3 separate regions of the Bombyx mori genome follow, and regions 1 and 3 are each linked to region 2. Evidence: chromatin contacts called from public Hi-C data. All regions are on one chromosome and are shown on one strand. Each heading gives the region's core, a stretch centred on a gene start, on an enhancer-like site or on the middle of the called end of the contact. The rest is flanking DNA. Distances are from core to core; before and after follow the strand shown. Region 1 holds the start of LOC101744693 (IQ motif and SEC7 domain-containing protein 1). Region 2 overlaps LOC101744693 (IQ motif and SEC7 domain-containing protein 1). Region 3 overlaps LOC101744693 (IQ motif and SEC7 domain-containing protein 1).

Region 1 (3,986 bases), core at 797-3,296, 120 kb after region 2:
ACCGGCACATCTAGGTTGGACTTGCACGGTGGTTATTCCGGAGACGTCTGATTGATTCGCGATATTAACAAACAAACAAACTGTTACTAAGCGCGAGTGTTCTCAAGCCACGTTACAACCAGTTTCATTTTGCCAACTGGTTACTAAAACCAATTACTGTCGGTGTAACATATCAAATTTATAACTGAAATGAAAAGTCAATGGTGACCTCACAAATCAGATGGCTATTGTCTTCGGCGTGGGCGTGAGCATCCGACTTCGTAAGTTCTTGACGACGAGCCATCATTAATCATTGCCAGTAGCCACTGACAATAGATATTGGGTCAAACTATGGGAAAATCAATTTACACTAAGCCTTCAAAGCTTAGACAACAGAATGACAAGTCATTAGGTAACAATCGAATATCATTTACCTTCCAAAACATATATGTTCAAAGCATCACATAATGGGAAGTGGAAATGGAAAGTTAAGAGATTTTATTAGTGATTTTAATTACATCTCACCATCTGAGGTATTAGATATGAAGTACATAATATATTTTTCTTAATGAACCGAAACAAAAGCAATTATTAGCAGCTTAATTCATGTATTTAATCATCAACATCTAGTAATATATAAAAATTGAAATGTTTTATTTATTTGTTTAATTAGTTGCACCAACAAAGTTACTCACCAATTCAGGGCATCGATAAAATGATAAGAAGGTATGCTATAAATGTCACCTTAATTATAGGCACAAACGACAGGGCTATAGATGAGAAGATATTGAAATTAGAAACAAGAATAATTGCATAATAATACAATTTAAAAAATTCAAACTACTCTCATTATTTTGCAGTGCTTACCATGATCAGAGTGAAACTAATCTTAAATTCAAGCTAAGTATAATCATGAAATAAAATTTTTGATCAATAAAAAGTTCCTACAGAAAATGATATTGTCATGTAACATATTGAATTAAATTCATGTAACAGTTTGAAACATTTATCCATTAGAGCTTCATATAATTTTGATATATTTTTACCTAAGGCTAATTATGACTTGCTATTCGAAAATTAAGGATAAATGAAAATTTAGGATAAATGAATAAAAATAAATTAAATTGCCTGGATTCATGATTTTAAGGATGATTGTACAATAAATGTTATTTACTGGAAATCTCAGTTGTTTTAAAATTATTTTTATACTAAGTAATATAGATTTAAATTTTATTTTGTATAGCACTCCAACATATTAATTGATGGTTTATAAATAAAAAAAATCTTAATAAGAAATGATTAGCGGTCACTAGCTTTGCAGTCTTTCAAAAGTACATCACTTGGTCTTTAGACATAAGTATCTTTTTTATTAATTATCAATGAAAATTATGTATACGCATGTACTAACCCAATGAAATACTTCCCCATTTGGACCCAACAACAGCTAACTAAAAATATCGCAAAAGACGTCGATCTCAAAACTAAATATTTAAACTAATTAGGAAATACAACACAAAGTACAAAGCGCACAATTTTATTCATGTAAAGCTGTAAATACCAAGATTTGGGCTAGATAAGGTATTCTAACGGAAATAGAATTTAATTCAACGGACTTAAACACTTGGTTCAACTTTTGAAACTTGTTTTATAGTCTTAGCGGTTTTTAATAGTGACAGTAGATTTTTATAAATTTTGTTTATGAATATCAGTAGTCATAACAATACAGTAATGTAGACAAAAGGGGGTAAATATCGATCATACTCACCATAACACGATTCGCCGGTAACTCGAAGATCGTAACGCTTAACGCGTTTTGAGTCACAATTTACCACACAAACGTTCACTAAAACTCACATCACACACTTCACTTATATTTACAACTGCAAAATCGTATTCTCTGAACAAATTTCAGTCACTAAACGTGAAGAATTACACTTTCACAACATTCACCGAACGAATCTCGATATCCGACTGTCACAACACAATTTCAAACGCGAGCGACAACAGACTGACTAAAGGCGAAATTCATTCACCCTACCGCAAACGCGACTACTCTGCTATTGACTCCGTTACTTTTACTATAATGCGGCAAAATTGAAATGACGTTGAAGGCCTCCAAATGTTTCTTAGCCCGAGAACCTCTTATTAAAGAGAGTTGTGTGCAACGCCATCTGCTTACTATTTCAAAACAAATAAAGCGATTGTACTGCCATCTTTTGAAAAGTTGTTATTACGTTTGTAGCTGTCGGAGCTGTCGACATCTTTCATGTTACATTATAAAATATAATTAGTTAAGAGGTGCTTTCAGAGATGGCGCTTTAAGCAAGTCACTGCGTTCCAACAAAATTAAATCTGATCTAATTTTACGATAATTATTATCGTTTCAGCTCCGAGAATTTTTTTTGGTATGAAGGCATTACTATTAACCCGTAGGCTATTCCAACTTTTCTTTAAACTTTAATAATACTTTTCAATCTTTTCACTTTTTTTTTACCTATTTCATTATCTCTTTTGTTTTTTTTATTGACATTTAAAAATTAAAAAATAGTGGATGCTAATAATGTTTGTCAACTAAACAAAAAGAGAGAATCGGTTGATAAACAGATGAGAAAATAGTACTCGCTTATACGTATTTACATTTGATCGATAAAATTATTATCTTTTTTTTATTGCTTAGATGGGTGAACGTGTTGACAGCCCACCTGGTGTTAAGTGGTTACTGGAGCCCATAGATATCTACTACGTAAATGCGCTACCCACCTTTAGATATAAGTTCTAAAGTCTCAGTATAGATACAACGGCTGCCCCATCCTTCAAACCGAAACGCATTACTGCTTCACGGCAGAAATAGACAGGTGGTGGTACCTACCCGTGTGGACCCATAAGAGGTCCTACCACCAGTAATGAGTGCCCTGTGACAGATTTTTCTTCAAACGAAGCTAGGCATGGACCCATAATACTGCTGACGTCCATGAATAATAGTGAGCGCTCATTACCAGGTGGATCGTATGCTGGCCAAAGATGATAAATGATGAAAGACAAAGGACAAAAGCGCCTTTTCATGTTCACGATTTTGTGACTTATTGTAATATATTGTTCTGATATCCATTGTTGTTTTTTGAAACCTTTAAATGTAACCAACTATGTAATTGACAATAAAATATTGTTAAATGTTTCAATCCGTATTGCACAATCAAAACATATTATGATCTTTGTTACGCCGGTATATTATATCCTATTTGTTACGGTTTAACTATTAATCTTTTTTTATTGCCCTTGTAGGCAGACGAGCATACGGCCCACCTGATGGTGAGTGGTTACCGTCGCCCATGGACTTCAGCAGTGCCAGGGGCAGAGCCAAGCCGCTGCTTACCGCTTAATACTCTCCACAAGCCTCGTTTGAAGAAGGACATGTCATAACGCTCGGGAAACACCGTGGAGGGGAGCTCATTCCATAGCCGGATGGTGCGTGGCAAAAAAGACCTCTGGAAACACACTATGGATGACCGCAGTGGCTCCAGGTAGTATGGATGAACTCTACTCCGGTGGCGGGCGGTGCGATGGTAAAAACGAGATGCCGGTATCATCTCGAACAATTCCTCAGAGCACTCCCCGTGGAACATACGGTACAAAATACAGAGGGAACCGAAGTCCCTTCGCAGACCCAGAGGTTCCAAACGATCCGTGAGAATGGGATTTATCTTTGTCCTCGTTTAATTGCAATTTGAGTGCATTCATTCTATTTCGACCTTAAACTCTAGACGTTTTTCACTGTGTTATATCGCAACTGCATGAATATTGCCCAAAACACGTCATTATGGATCCTCCTGATCCATTAACGGTGCTTTTAGGTTACAAGCACCGGTCACTGTAACCCGTCGAACCCGTCGCTTGCGATGAAGGGCTCGACGAGCGAATTAACCAACAGACACAACCCACTGAGTTTCTTACTGGATCTTCTCAGTGGGTCGCGTTTCCGATCCGGTGGTAGATTCTGCGAAGTACTG
Region 2 (4,041 bases), core at 885-3,384:
CATAGAAAACTCCAAATCGCCGCCACCAATTTAGGACAGTGGTTCCGAAAGTGGCGCATTGACATCAACCCCACGAAAAGCACATCGGTGCTCTTCAAAAGCTAGGGCTAGGGCTAGCAATTCTCTCAGGTTAAGCCCGTGAGCTCACCTACCGCTCCGCGTAAAATCCGAATAGCCACTTAGATTACCAACGATTAGGTAGGATTTAAATGAACGCAGTAGTTCTAGGTTTTACTGATGGTACGGCCTCTTGAGTCCGCGCGGGCAGGTACCACCACCCTGCCTATTTCTGCCGTGAAGCAGTAATGCGTTTCGGTTTGAAGGGTGGGGCAGCCGTTGTAACTATACTGAGATCTTAGAACTTATATCTCAAGGTGGGTGGCGCATTTACTTTGTATATGTCTATGGGCTCCAGTAACCACTTTACACCAGGTGGGCTGTGAGCTCGTCCGCCCATCTGAGCAATAAAAAAAAAAGGTAGTATGGATGAATTCTGTTCAGTTCGGTATTTTCAGTCTTATAAGATCCACAAATAAATATGGGTATTAGACACGTTACGTACATCTCAAGTTGCAATGAATATGAAATCATTAAAGAGAGGCCAGTAGTTGTACGTGAAAATTTTCGCCATCAACACACAATTACATGGCGTTTAAAAGACGACATTATGCTAAATTGGCGACACCGTGATAAACGGGCGGAACGGCGCAAGTTGTAGACTTATTGTAATTAAAGAAAAGAATTAGAAATCAAATGTATTGTTGGATATTTATGTGGCAGTCCGGAAAAGGGGCTCTTACATGTCACATTTTTTATTGCTTAGATAGGTGGCGAGCTCACAGCCCACCTGATGTTAAGTGGTTACTGGAGCCCATAGACATCTGCAACGTAAATGCGCCACCCACCTTGAGATATAAGTTTTAAGGTCTCAAGTATAGTTACAACGGCTGCCCCACCCTTCAAACCGAAACGCATTACTGCTTCACGGCAGAAATAGGCGGGGCGGTGGTACCTACCCGTGCGGACTCACAAGAGGTCCTACCACGAGTAATTACGCAAATTGTAATTTTGCGGGTTTGATTTTTATTACACGATGTTATTCCTTCACCGTGGAGGTAAATCGTGAACATTTGTTAAGTACGTATTTCATTAGAAAAATTGGTACCCGCCTGCGGGATTCGAACACCGTTGCATCGCTAGATATGAATGCACCGGACATCTTATCCTTTAGGCTACGACGGCTTCAAAAGTTCGTAAGTTCTGTCCGTTTGATTCTATGTAAATTGATAAAGTACGTTCTATTTCACTGTTCGATTGGATCCTTGAGTTTAACTTTAATTATCATAAAATTGTAGGTACTTAGATCATAGGATCTGTGTGTAAATAAATCTGATTGTTTACATGTCTTTTAAAAACCAGTATCATCCATATCTTGTGACTTCTATAATTAACGAGAACGCTAATTTTTACTATGTAGAGTTACGATATTGTGGTTTTAGATATATATTTTAGGCTACTTATATATTTTAGTTATAGCATCTCTGTCGATATTACGAATTAGCGAAATATCACGCATCAATTGGAATTAGTTCGTATTTGCCTTCCCATGTCCGCACCTATCAGACTTTTCATCTAAAAAATAGCTGAAGTCAAAAATCGTATGCCTCGTACCACATAACAAAAACATTATAATTCCGCATATTATTGCCTTAAACAGGCATAGATAGAGTATCGTGCAATTAAAATTGAGATATTACCCCATTTAGAAAAACTTAAGAACATTTTAAGCGAACGATATGCACTTCAAAAATGTATATTAAATTTAAATGGCAGTATTATAAAAAAAAAGAATTTTTAGTATTTTTACACAGTTGCTTTTTGTGATATTTTCTGATGAAAAAAAAATTGGTGATCATTAGGAGGTAATTGTAATTTGAGCAGACAAATAAATAAATAAATTCAATTGGCCAACTTATTTTATGTATAAAATCTAATGAACAATTCTAAAACCATTTGGGTTTATTTAAAAACTCAAGCTCACTACCGCCATCTGTTATTGGATAATCGCAAAACTACTCAATGTTTGTAAACATTAACACGCGGGCGCACAGGTGATCGACAGACTATTTTTAAAATCGACAACAGATGTCGCTATTATTATGGTTCATTTTACTGTGTGTATTCTTAGCTTGACGATGTACAGATAACAGACTGTTTTGGAGTTCATTAACTTTTAATTCAGCTATACACGGCACGTGGCACGAAAGTAGCAACATTACTGCAAGCCATATATAAAAACAAATAAAGAAACATACCTGAATTCTCTAATTTGGAATTAAAGAGCTAACCACTAAAATACCTTTTTAAAATGAAATTATAATAAGTGTTGTGCTTGGATAAACCTTCGGTAACGGAATGAGGCGCTTATCAATAAGCGATCAACTGAACGGAGTTATCTAAAACATTAATTAAACAGATAGCTTACAACGTTTCGAAATGCACAGGAGTATTTTTCTATTTTATTGCTTAGATCGGTGGACGAGCTCACAGCCCACCTGATGTTAAGTGGTTAGTGGAGCCCATAGACATCTACAACGTAAATGCGCCACCCACCTTGAGATATAAGTTCTAAGATCTCAAGTATCACAACGGCTGCCCCACCCTTCAAACCGAAACGCATTACTGCTTCACGGCAGAAATAGACAGGGTGGTGGTACCCACCCGCGCGGACTTACAAGAGGTCCTACCACCAGTAATTACGCAAATTATAATTTTGCGGGTTTCATTTTTATTACACAATGCTATTCCTTCACCGTGGAAATCAATCGTAAGCATTTGTTGAGTACGTATTCGCATACGCATCATACAATATAATTCATTTTTTCAGATACAATTAATCTTTATGACTTCAAAATCTTATTACTGTTAAACTCGTATTTTTGTTTTTAATGTGATTCTTAATAGAGTTAAATAATAAGAATACTTGAAATTTTATAGTTCAAACATCTATGAGTATTACAATAGGTTTGACCTGGACTGTCCATGCCAGAGTCGATTTGGACATCACGGCTATGACGTAGGATTTTCAATCCGTTGATGTACGATGTTTCAAATTGTTTATGACACCAGCCTCATAGACACAGAGTCCATTGAGTTTCTTGCCGGATCTTTTCAGTGAGTCGTGTTTCCGATCCGATGATAGATTCTGCGAAGCACTGCTCTTGCTAGGGCCAGTGTTAGCAACACTTCCGGTTTGAGCCCATGAGCTCACCTACAAGCTAGGGTAAAGCTGAAATAGCCTCTTAAAGCTATCAGCAAAGGTAAAAAAAACATCAAGGCATTACTTTCCACGAATAAAGAGTAATTCCATATATTTACTTATACAACGTCAAAGTTCGGCAAGCATTTCATCTGATGCTTAAGCTGTAAACCGTGCAAATATGAAAGCGCAGTTAGTATCAGAGAAAATGGAATTCTGAAATAAAGACTTATAGGTAGATACAGCAACAACGATAAAAGAAGAGACGGCACATCGATTTCAAAAATCAATATACACAAAGATACCTACATAAAAAAATCAGAGATTTATGTTTTAGTATCCCCATAAAGGAAGTGACAATAATATACCAGATACGCCCACGTATTTGTCAAACCGAGTGCTGTAAAGAATTATTTATTCCTAAAATCTGGATACGAATAGATCGGAGCTAATAAGAACTCTTTCTAATGAAGGATGATGGAAAAGTAGAAACGGTAAGGTGCCCTATTACCAGCTCAAGAAACATTTAAAACAAATTTAACGTTTTTATGTTAAAATTGTTTCTCTATGTACAAAACAGACGGTAGTCGGCACGCAATAGAAATATCGACAAATAAGAAGGCCTCAGGCGTCCGCGACCATTAAAATTGAGAATTATTCCAAGCGTCTGAAAAATAAAATAATAATAAAATAAAATAAAAATTGAAACATAAATACGATCGCGATGACCAAACATCATAACATTGTCTCATTGATCATTTTTTTTTTTTTTTTAACGCTGG
Region 3 (4,274 bases), core at 543-3,042, 91 kb before region 2:
TAACATTAAGAGAATGGAATTCAATTTACGTCTTTTGGTTTAAGTCATTTCTTTTTAAATTACTTTATTGTTCAGGATACGTATTCGCGGATGGGTAACGAAAATCTTCACGTACACAATGGTGTATAAAATTATGAATGCAAACCTTTGTCTGATCCCCATTATCCAGATCCAGATTAATTGTACGAACACAAACAAAACAAGAATTAATACAGAGTTATATATTACACAAAATCACAATGTCCAAAGATTTTAAATGTTCTTACATATACCATTCCTAAATATTGCTCAAAGAACGGCACACTGTTGTTCATCTTAGACATCGAATACACATCGTTCGTACCAAGGACATTGGAGAGTGAAATGGACGAATCCAGTAACTGACTATGACGAATTTTCAATTAATTTTGAACTTGTTCAACAAACCCATCAGGGTTACGGTGAACAAATTTAAATGAATAAAATTACTAATAGTTAATAATAATTAAAACTGTAAGTATAACAGAATAAGAACGATAATCGCATCGCGTTGAGTGCAATGAGATTGCTGTAACGTAAAGACAGAATTGACGATTTATATTACATCATATATTATCATCAGCCTGTAGCAGCGGACTGCTGGACATAGGCACAATGAGAATTTATCGTACCTAAAAAACGACGAGTATTGTCCCTTTCTTAAGGACTTCACTTGTAGATTATAATTTGCAGGTAAACTATACAAAGAAATATAAGCTAAAATCGACACGTAATATGGGTACAGTAAGACGTACATAATATATAAACATCTACCTTTATCTGATACATTAGAATTACAACGTTGAAATCTCGAGAATTATGAGGTGGCTAGAAAAAATATCCAAATCCAGAACCACTCTAGATTTATACATTAGTATAGATGCATAATGGTTTTAGAATTTGAACACAAAATTATTTAAAGATGTTGTAAAAAAAAATTTACTAAATACTATAAGGAACTATTTACTAAATATTATAGGGAATTCTAAATATATGTAGTAGCTAAAATTATTTTATTAATGTTGAGCAAAATATAATGTTTTTTTTAGGCATAACAATCCGCAAACCAAATCCGCGATCCACTGAGAAAATCCGCCGAGAAACTCAGTGGGTTGTGTTTGCACGGTTGTCTTGTCTCTTTTATAGATATGGTATTAATGACAATTTGATTTGAATAAAAATTAATTTAACACGTTGAAAAGATATAAACATATTTTTGGCATATGAAATCTTCTTATATTAACATAGATTTGCGTTACTATAGTTTGAACTGAGCTTAAGGTAAAGATCAATTTCACACCACGATACTTTTGATAAGGTACGTTCATAATTAGTAGCTAAGCACGCTGTGTGCTCTATCATTATTTCAGCAGAACAAACAATATAACGTTTTCTTGTTGATTTTTTAAAGTATTTATTCAATATTATTGTAATTCAGTTACAAATGTTGTTTCATATAGCAGGTCCTTCAAGCTTCTACCACTAAATGACTGGCAGTATCATAAAATCTAGAGTTAAATTGTATGTTTTCTATAATTTTTGTGAAAACCAGTTTTAAAAATACTATAAATACTACAAAATTGTTTTATGGTTTAATCTGTAGTGTCGTTGGGCAGGCGTATTGTACGTAGAAAAAATCAATTAGCAACATCTTAACGTAACTGGAAACACTTTCGATTTTATTTGATTGTTTGCATTACACTGACCTGTTGGTATGAACGGCGAGGCCGAAGCCCTCCGGCGGCGCGGCAATGTAAAGCTGCGACGCCGGCTCCTGTGCCGTGCAAAGACCCGCGCCCGTCGACGCGTTCGACGCCGACGAACATGACGAGTTCGAATGATTTAGAGCTGGAAGGAAACAATCGAACCGACTAAATAAAACAGAAATAAATATTCAAAAACAATTCATTTATCGCGTCAATGGATTTCCTCCTTGTGATTACGACGTCGATGTGCATACCACTGCTATTTTCCGTTATTTCACAGTAATTCACGGGGATCCTATGTCAAAACTTTAATAGTGATAATAAATGATTATTCGCTATATTATACATAAATATGTACGCAACTTCTAGAAAGCTTTAATTTTCCAAAACTGCATGATCGCCTTTGCCAATTGGAGACAAGAAGAAATCACATCAAGAAGAAATCACAAGGGCTTTTTTCTGTTCACTCTCCTCTGTTAGTCTTCTACAAGATGAAGCATCTAACCATCATCATCAACGAAATAAGCATCAAGTTATTTTGTTAAGCCCCAGCGCATGCATACGTTGGTACATAAGAAATTATACTTCAGAACAGAAAAATCATTCGCATTTGACTTACTCTGAACCAGGTCACAAACGAAAAGCCTTTTACAATAGAACCAACATTAGTTATTTGATGTGGAAAAATATCATTATAAAATCGATATTATTATCTGTACCCGCATCCCGTAAAACACCCTGCTTCAATTTCAAAAGTACCGTAGATGCAAAATGAAGTTCTATTTCAATCTTATATTTAAACAATTAGCCCACTGAGTTTCTCGCCGGATCTTCTCAGTGGGTCGCGTTTCCAATCCGGTGGTAGATTTTGCGAAGCACTGCTCTTGCTAGGGCCAATGTTAGCAACACTCCCGGTTCGAGCCCCCTGAGCTCACCTACACGTCAAGGAGAAGCTGAAATAGTCTCTCAAGGCTATCAGCATAGGTAGAAAAATAATAATAACAATATAGATATATGTGTTAGACTGTTCTATGTCTATCTATGTGACCATCCATCCATTTATGTACTTTAAAGAATGTAGCCTCAACTTCACCAACCTGGTAACGGTCGATGGACATCGGTGACGTATCTGTTGCCATCCATGTACCCTCGGTCGGGCTCAGTGTGGGCATGATGCGCGTGGATCGAGTGCTGATGAGTGTAGAAGCCGTCCGGTGGATGCAGCGGAACCCCGCCGCCTGGCTCCTCTTCGTCTACCTTCTGCGAAAAGCTGAGGACAAAATAAAAGTTATAGGTTAGTTCAATAATCAACATGGGCATTATTGGATCCATAATTAAAGATATCTAAAGTTTTGCGTCGGATATTTGTACACATATTTATATTATTGCTTGGGTGGACGATCTCACGTCCCACCTGTCATTAAATGGTTAGCGAACTGCATAGACATCAACCCACCTTGAAAAAAATCTTAGTTTTTATAGTATCTGTCCCACTCTTCAAACCGACACGCATTACTGCTTCACGGCAGAAATAGGCAGGGTGGTGGTACCTACCGATGCGGTATACGGTATACAAGAGGCGCAGTATATGCCAATTGGCGATAGCAGTACACTGCTATAATGCGTAAAGAATGCTACTATTCTCCGGTGAATCGCTTAATCTCCTCTTACGAGGAGTTGAAGCAGTGTTATTCTAGCCCAACAAACACACAGCCAAAACGTCGTGGTATAACAAATGAAAATAGTGTTGGTCTCATATAGAAATTCAAAGTTTCATGCCGTATGACAAGAGGTTATTACATCCGCCAGTCGACAACCTGTGTGCATCAGACGGGCCGCTAGTACCTTTACCAATTTACAGTAATAAAATAACATTTATCCCTTTGTAGCAAATTTGAATGGAAGCCAGTGTTTCACGATTAAAATAATACATTTTGTAATTGGAACACTAAAGTGATTCCTCTTATCGTTCATTACATATTCAGTATTTTAAGTTTCACAAGATTTCCCCTTATCTAAAACAAATGTTTAAAGTAAAGGAGGATATCTGGGACGCTTTCGTAAGCTTCGGTAAATAACATTACAGCATTTATCTCTTTTACGCTTTCCTTATACGAACGAGTGGGAGAGAGACACACTTCAAGGCTATTACAACTGCAATTAATGTCATATACCTGTTTTACTCAAGTAAACGATTTATTTGCGTCTTTACGGAAAACGCAAGTATAGCGAAATCGCGAATTTGAATCCAGCGAAAATAAATAAAAATACTTTGTAAAAAAAACAAAAACAGTTAGTATGTATATTAAAAAGGTTAATCTAAATTCAGATGAATGTGTTTTTAATTCACATAAACAAACTTAAATTATATAAATTTATGTTTTTGTGGCAATCGACCGCGTTGAGAATAATGCCTCCATTAAATATATTACAATTTCGGTGTTATGTGAGAACAATGAATACTGAAGGTTTTGAACTAGAAAGAAAACCTAAGGTCGAGACACATTTTAGGATTGCATTGTCGTGGCAGATAACTATACCATACATAAT

What was found. Hi-C and Micro-C count contacts between places; a contact is called where the count stands out from the background.
Region 1: a contact with region 2 is called in a Hi-C map of whole pupa, with 5 times the contacts expected there. The contact joins the promoter of LOC101744693 here to the enhancer-like site in region 2. A contact is called at or near these places in 3 of 7 Hi-C or Micro-C datasets (midgut, posterior silk gland and whole pupa).
Region 3: a contact with region 2 is called in a Hi-C map of midgut, with 3 times the contacts expected there. The contact joins two enhancer-like sites. A contact is called at or near these places in 4 of 7 Hi-C or Micro-C datasets (midgut, posterior silk gland and whole pupa).

What each region holds. Positions count from the first base shown.
Region 1 is chr27:6,410,609-6,414,594 of ASM3026992v2, forward strand. It overlaps LOC101744693 (IQ motif and SEC7 domain-containing protein 1), which reads right to left and starts at 2,047. Exons shown (of 23, transcript XM_021346151.3): 1 at 1,745-2,047.
Region 2 is chr27:6,287,002-6,291,042 of ASM3026992v2, forward strand. All of the region lies in intron 2 of LOC101744693 (IQ motif and SEC7 domain-containing protein 1), which reads right to left. Among protein-coding and RNA genes, the nearest start is that of Mir2778a-3, 20 kb to the right of the region's middle. Within about 2 kb of position 2,135, at least 7 of the 8 cell types and tissues checked have open chromatin away from gene starts, as enhancers often do.
Region 3 is chr27:6,195,924-6,200,197 of ASM3026992v2, forward strand. It overlaps LOC101744693 (IQ motif and SEC7 domain-containing protein 1), which reads right to left. Exons shown (of 23, transcript XM_021346151.3): 4 at 2,822-2,994; 5 at 1,725-1,866. Among protein-coding and RNA genes, the nearest start is that of LOC119630684, 8.6 kb to the right of the region's middle. Within about 2 kb of position 1,793, at least 7 of the 8 cell types and tissues checked have open chromatin away from gene starts, as enhancers often do.